Linked DNA regions of Mus musculus: region 1 is linked to region 2. A link is a contact called in public promoter capture Hi-C data. All regions are on one chromosome and are shown on one strand. The core of a region is the stretch at or near the end of the contact, and the rest is flanking DNA. Distances in the headings are between cores, read along the strand shown.

Evidence for each region. Promoter capture Hi-C pulls out the DNA fragments that hold promoters and counts their contacts.
Region 1: a contact with region 2 is called in a promoter capture Hi-C map of hippocampal neurons, with 5 times the contacts expected there. The contact joins the enhancer-like site here to the promoter of Gpd2 in region 2. A contact is called at or near these places in 6 of 39 promoter capture datasets (the HPC-7 cell line, HPC-7-derived erythroid cells, cranial neural crest and 4 more), 1 of 484 Hi-C or Micro-C datasets (ventral hippocampal neurons), 7 of 115 datasets of contacts at active chromatin or transcription factors (astrocytes, bone marrow-derived macrophages, craniofacial prominence and 4 more) and 1 of 9 other capture datasets (pancreatic islet).

What each region holds. Positions count from the first base shown.
Region 1 is chr2:57,696,643-57,701,079 of GRCm38.p6, forward strand. No RefSeq gene overlaps it. Among named protein-coding and RNA genes, the nearest start is that of Gm25388, 45 kb to the left of the region's middle. Within about 2 kb of position 2,314, at least 35 of the 459 cell types and tissues checked have an H3K27ac peak or open chromatin away from gene starts, as enhancers often do. A contact at or near this core is called in the HPC-7 cell line, embryonic forebrain and hippocampal neurons, where this site is marked.
Region 2 is chr2:57,235,805-57,239,795 of GRCm38.p6, forward strand. It overlaps Gpd2 (glycerol phosphate dehydrogenase 2, mitochondrial), which reads left to right and starts at 2,578. Exons shown (of 17, transcript NM_010274.3): 1 at 2,578-2,763.

The DNA.
Region 1 (4,437 bases), core at 1,064-3,563, 460 kb after region 2:
ACAAGCCAAGTATTTAACAATAAAGCCTTTATACTCCTACATCTTACAAAGTGCAAAAATCTAATTGTTCGTTGAAAACCCCATCTTGCTCAGATAATTCCATCTATGGTCGTGTCTCTTCTGTCTGGACCCTTTGGGTCCAAACATTCTAATGTTACTCAAGTGACAGCTGTGTTTCTTCATGCTGGTAAATTATCAAGTGAGCAAAGATGAAGCTAGAGTAGATAAACAGTAGGGTGCTGTTTGGTTGGAAAAAAAAACAACTTAACTCTGTTTATTCATTCAAATTCTGTGGAAATTAAAAGGTGCCCCAGGCTCATTTATTTTCTTTAATATTGTACATTGAGTTACTAGAAGATTTCCTGTTCTCAAGTCACACCACACACACACACACACACACACACACACACACACACACACACAGAGGCAGAGGCACACACCATGCTTGGTTACTATTTATATACTATCATCTGCCAGGGTCTTTGAAATTTCTGTTTTGCATCAAAGACAAAGCCTTCTTCTCTCTGACTGCTCATTGAGGGTTTCCTGATACGGGAACATAATTAACTCTTTCCTGGCTTAATTTCTGCATTTTAAAATGTAGGCAGATATGACAAAAATGGAGCGCTCAATCCACAGGGTGGCCATTAACTGCGCTCCGTTCCTGTATGTTCTCAATTCAGACCACAATTACTGTCAGGGAATGGCCCGGGAAGCTCCTTCGTGTACGCAAACAGGAATACTATTCATTAAAGAGCACTTTCAATAAAATAGAATCTCTATTTTTTTTAATGAATATTTGAGAAAGAAAATACAATCTTGGGTTCAGAAACCTGCAAGACAGTTATTATTCTTTTAATAATGTAGACTGTCTCATGTACATACACGGAGAGTTGTAGGGGAAGGAAGCAGAAATGAGACTGTGGGCTTTAACTCAGAGGAAATGAAAGCACAGAGCCACTGTAAACGAAGTCAATGTTAAATAAGGATTTCCTGGGAGCGCCTACAGCAGCCATGGCTTGCTTTGGGTTTTATTGATGTCCCAAGGATGATAGATTCTACTTAAATCTTTGAAGCCCAGTTAAATATAAGAACACGAGGCACTTTAGAAACTGAAAAACACCATTAGGCTCTTCTAAGCCCTCCACTTCCTTCAAGAATTTATCACTCTGAACCTAGTTCTTTTTTTTTTTTTTTTTTTTGTTTAATTTATTTTTTAGTTTTAATGATGATGAGGTTTATACCTTTTTTTTGATTTTTGGTTCTGATAAAATGACTAGTGACAGCTTTGTAGAAAATGAGATCAGTGTTATTTAATGCTCAAGAAAAATGTCTACAGCCTTTTCTTTTTAATAAACTTTAAACATGAATCACTAATAAAAACAAAAGCAAGATTAGTGTTATACATAAGGGTAAACATGTATATGTAGGGAAATGAGCTAGGAGGTGTTTTAAACGTGGAAGCAGGTTGCTCTAGTGGCAATGTACCGCAGGGACTTAAGAGAGCAAAAGCACTCTCCAGAGAGTCCCTTCTTTCACCAAAAACACCCCAGGAATTCTCCTCCTCTAACAAGCCGTCCAGGGAAGAGCTAAATTGTACTTTCCAAGAAACAATCAGATCACAAGTCTTTAAAGGAGCGACAAAATAAATAAAATACATAAAACCCTAAAGCAGAAGCAGGATAAGGTTAAGACACGCCATCCTTTTTAAAGAAAAGAACTAACACCAATTTAGCATCTTCCTGAAGAAAGCAAGTTTTTCATAAAGGCCTGAATTGACAGGGGGTTGAACAAAACCAACCCGAGACTCCACAAAAGAAACCGACTGCCAGTTAACCAGTTATCATCTGCATCCTGGTATTAGTTTCCACTCATGTCTTAGCTAATAGAACAAGGGCTAATTTTCAAGTAAGTTTCCTGAAAACAATTTCCCCCACCCCCGACTTTGGCTTTTCTGTTTGGTTACCCGTGGAGAGCAAGAATAGACACTTTGCTGACCGAATGTTTGGGAATAGGAGGATAGTAGACACGCCTTTCAACATTTCATAAAGCAGGCTGTTTTTCCTCTTGTCTATCAATGGCATAGAGAAAAGAGCAGAATTACAGAGACAGCTTTTCCGCCCGCGTGTGCCAGTCACGCATGGAGTGAAAGGCATTACCCTTTAAACAATTTGGGAGTGGATGGCGTTAATAGGTAGGACAGATAGTTACAAAGTCCAGATTAACTACAAAGCGCAGAGACATGTGCAAACTTGTTATGCGGTGAAAGGGAACAGACAGAGGCGATTATTTACCATTCTGGGGACCCAGTTGGAGCAGAGCGAGGAGGTTCCGCACAGCAACATTGCCCTCTTTTGGTAAAACAGGGCATACTGTGTTTACCTCACTGGCAGGTGAAAGCATTTCTTCAGGACACAGAAATTTTCCACTGCAAGAAAAATGACACAAACTAACCCAAAACAGAGCATGGAGCAAGAAGGAGATGACTTCTGTGTCTAGAAAACTGACAACAATCTCAACAGTAAAGAGCCGACGGGACGTGCTAACAAAGAAACCTCGAGACCCCAGTCTTTCTGTGGTCCCTTTTCAGCGACAGGGGGATTATTTACTCCTTAATTTATCCTTGACAGCTTCAAGTCTTCTCCAATAAAATCAGAATCATGTAGGAGTCAGATTGTGACCAAATAAAGCAAGCGCTAATTCTTTTGAAGCCCACCCCCTTCCCCTCTTATGCTTCAATATGCAGTCTGTCCTCAGGCAGCGGGAGCTGAAGTCACTCAATAGAGCCCTTTAGTCAGCAAGCATTTTGTGCTTTCTGGTTCTAAGGACTCTGCAGTGATTTAGAGCAGTGAAGGAAAGGGGGCTTGATTACATCAACAAAGGGAGAAGGCGCTGCCAAGGCAAGAAATAAAGTTAACCTAATTACTTTTACTCAAGTTGAAGGCACCCTCACCACTCTATCAATAAGAATAATTTCAGCCTTGTCACTGCTTCTAATCTTCTTTCTGTTGTAAGTTAGAGGATGGCTCTTGCCAAACCCTTATTATAGGAATTTTCTAATTAAAACTTTAGGTATATAGAGATACCCACCACAAATGCAGATGGGCTGAGCCAGTTTAGAACGGTGTGCTATTCTCTCTCCAGGACTCTACATCACCGTCCTTGCTAAAACATTTGTGAGGGATGACACCTGTCTTTTATTGATCCTGGTCCTTTTAGGGGCCAGGTCAAAGCAAGGTCATTATGTTTCTTTAATAGTTTTTGAGAACATTGACTTCACAAAAGAGGGAGAATACTAACTCCTGTTTTTCATTTGTTTGTTTATTACTCCCTAAATATAATACCAGGTAAGACGACAATGCTTCTCTGAAAGTGAAAAGTTAACTGTAAACTAAGTAATTCCATTCTTGAGATGTCCTTTTCAGCTTTTTTTTTTCCACCCTCTTTTCACTCTTGTGGCTTAGAAAGTCCACATCACTATATTAGGACCATTTTCAAAGCAGAGATTTTAAAAAAAAAAAATTAAAATTTAATGCTTACCTCAAATTTTCTTGATTTATGTGCAAGAAAAAAAAAACAAAAACAAAAACAAATAAACGACCCCCCCCCCAATGTGTGACTTACTACAGTAGCTGAGAACAGTTCTAAATAAAACTTCCAAGGAACCACTTTGAGGTTCTTTTCAACCAATTTGGACTGCCTTAAGTCAGCCAATGATGCTCTTACTGAGAAAGCTTACATATTGAATTCCTATCAGTCACCTTATTTTACCTTTGCAGAAACTCCATGAGGTAGATAAGGGTCCTGTGATGGCTGGCAGGTCTTACTGATGGACAGTGAGGCTGGAGACACAGCTCATGTTTGTCTCTGGGGGGGGGGGTGTTGTTGTTGCATGTACAGGTGAACTGGAGCCAGCCATAGTTCTAATTTTGTGTCCTTTCATGCCTCCTGGTTTTTGCCACCAAATAAGTCATTGCAAAAAGTACCTTAAACTATAGGGAATGGAACTTCAACCCAGCAACACTCCTTACTAGCACAGAGAACCTTAAGCTGTATAGAAAACACCATACAATTGAAACTGAGCATGGGTCGTTCTGTTCACTCTTGATTAGAGTGATGATGAAGTGCAACATAATCTTAACCAAAGAGTATTTTACGTGGTCTCTGGTCCCATAAGACTAAAGATGTTCGGTGTTCTCGATTCCTGCTACAACAAACACTGCTGTTGCTTCACAGTGACAAATAAAGCCATCCGTTAATGTCCCTGTTCCTTCGTGATCACACTGACATTTATCGCTCCCACATCCAGGGGCTCCTCTCCACACTGTGCCTCTCAGCCTCTGCAGGATTCATACCTGAAGGGATGGAATCTAATCTCCCAGTGGCAGTATTTGAGGGGCACATAGGTGGCAAAAGCAATTGTATAGGTCTGCCACC
Region 2 (3,991 bases), core at 1,328-3,827:
AGACTAGGAGGGGATATGGCTTCATCTATTTTCTGCCCCTTGATGGAGCCAGGTGTGGGGGTGGCACATGCCTTTCCTCTCAGTGCACCAGAGGCAGAGGCCAGTAAGATCTCTGTGAGTTCAAGGCCAGCCCGGTCTAAAGGGTTAGTTCTAGGTCTACAGAGTGAGTTTAGAGACCCAGTCTCTAAAAACAAACCAGACATGAATGGAGTAGGTGAAGAGATTTTATAAGTCTCTGTGATATTTTAAAGTACTTACCTTAAACCTTTACATTTTAAAATTATCTGTTGTTCACTGAAAAAATGAGTCTGTCCCCCCCACCTGCTTCAGATAGGCCTCACTGTAGCTCTGGCTGTCCTGGAATTTGCTATGTGGGCCACACTGATGTCAAGTTCATGGCCATTCTCTATCTCCAAGCAGCTGGGATTAAAGATGTGCTGTTTTATTTTATTTTTTAAAACAAACAAACAAACAAACATGTTCTAAGTTAGTTGTGATCTGAGCAGTTGGAAGCAAGCAGTAGTTTTAATTCATGAATATATCTGCTGTAGAGCATTTTCCTCTCTAATTTTGCTCCTTTTATTCAGCAGTGGTGGGGATGAAATGTGATATACACAGGAACAATGCCAAAATGCAGTGGTTTTGACAGAGAGGACTCAAAAGAAACACATGGATTGTTTGGGGCTGCTTCCTGGCTCTTTACCCTTTTCCCACATTGTCGCATCTTTTTCCTTTAGGGCTCTTCATGAATCCTATTGGATGCTTCCTGTTCTGATCTTTTTTGTTTGTTTTGAGGCCCATATTTGTCAAGTGCAATGCTGCCCAGGGCTTCCGATTTTTCTCCTCTGTCGTCTAAGTTATGCCGAGGTCTGATGGGTGCTCATGGGTTTCTGATGAGAGCTGAATCCTTCATGGGTGGAGTACTTAGTGAAGAAAGACTTGACATAGTTGGGCCAGAAACACACTGTTCACTTAAGCATCCACTTAAAGCCAACGAACATTTAAACATCTTTTATAGGCACTAGGATGCGAAAGTCAATGGCGGAATGGTTTCATTTCCAGGAACTGCAGTCTTTTAGGTGAATTAGTGGGAAGTCAGCATGGACCCTGATTTCGACCTACTTCTTTGCAGAGAAACGCATTGAACTTCTAAGTAAATATTTGAGATCTGAAAAACAGGAAAACCGAAAGTCAGTGGCTTACTTCTAGGGCTCTCAAACTAGAATCCTTTAGGACCGAGCTATTGAACATCAGCTCTCAACCCTTAGTGTGAATCTGGACCTCTGTAATGCTTGGTTAGGTCTGGAGCTGGAACTCGGATGTTTGGGACTCAGGTAGCCACTAGCTCAGATTGTTTGCATTTCTGCCAAGTTCTCAGGTGATGCTGTACCAGGCACCATAGCTGTACTGTGAAAGGCACATTTTAAACGCTAAAGATTCCCTGGCTTATTTCCAAACCCTTTCAGTGGTACAGCGACAGAAGCTTAGTTCGTAAATTTAGCGTGTCCAAGGCCAGGAACAAGTTCTTTTGCCTTTACAGAGGGTTTGTTTGCCATAAGTTACTGTGAGTTTGTGACCCCAAACTATAGGCATTTCTACAGGGTTTAAGAATACTATGTATGTGACTTAGCAATTGATTACTAAACACTGCTACAATTTCCTTCAAACTAATTTGGCACGAGGAGCTTTTCGGATCAGTCCCTGCCTACTTTTCAACACCATAATCTCAGGATTTAAAGTGGGGTCTTTCGGAACCCGAACTGAGCCCTCCTTGGGTACCCTTGGTTTTGCTTAACCCTTTTAGTTGCAACAAGTGAGCTGGGCATGCTCAGTGGGCAGGGTCGGGTTGGGAGGGGGTGCAAGTGGGAAGCCTGTGGCTCCGCAGCCAGGGTTCTCCGCCTCCCCCCACCTGTACGAGGCCCGGCCCGCTGGGCCAGCGCTCAGCATCCCACCCTTGCTGATTTGGCTTGTTCTTCTCAGCGGGTCCCGGTGCTAACATTCAGGCCCGGGGTCCACAGGCCTGGAGCGCCCACAGAACACGCTGGGGTATCTGGGCCGAGAGCTGCAGGCCGAGTCCCTAGAGTCCCCCGACTCCTAGACGCCTTTCTAGGCCCAGGGAAGCCTGGCGGCTGGGAGGCGCGGAGGAGGGGACGCCGGATCTAAGGGCGCGCGACGGGTGATCAGGTAAGGCAACCCCGGTAGGCAGCAGGCGGGGGAAACGTCCTCCCCCTAGGGCAGATGGCAGGAGTGGCCCGCGTGGGGAGGGACAGAAACCCAACACCACAGCGGCTTCCCCGGCCTAGCTCAGCCCTCTCTTCTTTCCTCCAGCTAGCAAGGAGTGGCAGGGTATGGAGTCGTGCTCCGCCGGGGCTCAGGGCAGGATCGATAACCTCGGGCATGGCCAGCCCACGTCCCTGCGAGACCCAGAGCGCCGGGTCTGCAGCCGCCCTTTCCCACCGGCTGCACTTCCGCATTTCCCTGCCGGGCAGAGTCGCCCGGGCCGCGGTGTCGCGGCGAAGGCGGTGGCTGAGTTGCCGGATCATCCCCCGGGGAGGCGGAGGCGCACGAGGGGAGGAGGAAGTGGCCGGGAGGGGCGTCGGCGGGCGGGTCGGGTTACGGTGGCCCCGCCTGACCCGGTGACATCCCGGCGCGCTCGCCGCGAGCTCAGGGCCACTCTGGTTCTCGGTGAGGCCGACTCCGTTCTGGCTGGAGGATCCTGACTCCCTTGCTCGCCGACCCCTTGCGCGTGACGACCGATCTCAGGTGTGTGCGTCCTGGCGACCTGGTCCTCTGCCTCGGCTTCTAGGAGGAAGTGGTCCCTCTCTGACTTGTGTGACTCGGTGGGACTGCGGTGTGGCGGAGGTGGAGGTGGTGGTGGCGGGAAACTGGGGCGAGACTGTGAATTTGTTCCCACCAACGGAGGAGGAGCACAATTCTCATTCAGGGTTAGGCGAGACTGGAATACGTTTGAGATACGCTTTACCTAGCTGGAGGCAGGGCGTTCCCACATCAATGAAACTTTATGCAAAGTTTTAACTTGTGAAAGTGGCTTGTCTGATGCGGAGGCTTGCTGTTTCCTTCTGAGGTGAGGCGGGGAAGACCCTTCTGCAAGGGGGAGGAGGCTTTCTTTGAGAAACTCAGTTGCCGGGGTGTGACTGGCCCAGGAGGAAATGCAAAGTGTACACCGGCAACAGCCTCCTCTCTCCGCAAAGCAACTGTGTCTTGCCAAAGAAAGTTTGCTGAGTGCTGCAGCTTTAGGAAGGCTTTTAGCAGGTGATGGTCCCTAGACCGTCCTTTATCCCTTAGGAAGATATACGTACTCCTGAAACAGCCTTCCTCAAGCAACACAAGTTCTTACAAAAGTTCAATGACAGGGGCATCTAAGTGTTACAAGAAGTAAATATCCCAGGGGTTGCTACAGAAACAGCCAAAAGTTACATTTGTCAATTTGTGTGAGTAGGTGAGAGAAGGAAGTTGCCCTGTTTGCTTAAAACAAAACTTTGTATCTTGCATGTATTTCAAAGTTTGAGAGTCTTGGAATTTCTCTTTTTGAACGTGGAAAGTGCTGGTGATGGCCTCTCTGGGACCATGGGGCTTCTTGGGAGCTGTTGGTTAGCATATGGGGCCTGGATGCCATTGCCCAGTGGATAGCATGTGCTGTCTCTGGGGCCTTAATGATGAGTGTTGAAACCTCCCCCTGTTTCTCATAGAGACATTAGTCAAACGACCACACTTCCTTCATTTTAGCAACCTAACCCTTCACCTCAGTGAACAATGGGAAAGAATTTGGGATGAGAGACAAAACTGTTAGAACTCTGCTTTCTGAGAGCATTAGTCACATAGTCACCTTATAAATAAGTCATTCTAGGAACCATGGGAAGGCAGTTGCATGCCTCACTGTTAATGAAAAGGGCACAGAGTTAGCAGTTCTCAGTGGATGTCACACCCCACTGCTGAGTCTTATAACTAATGCTTCTTATAGACAGTCAAA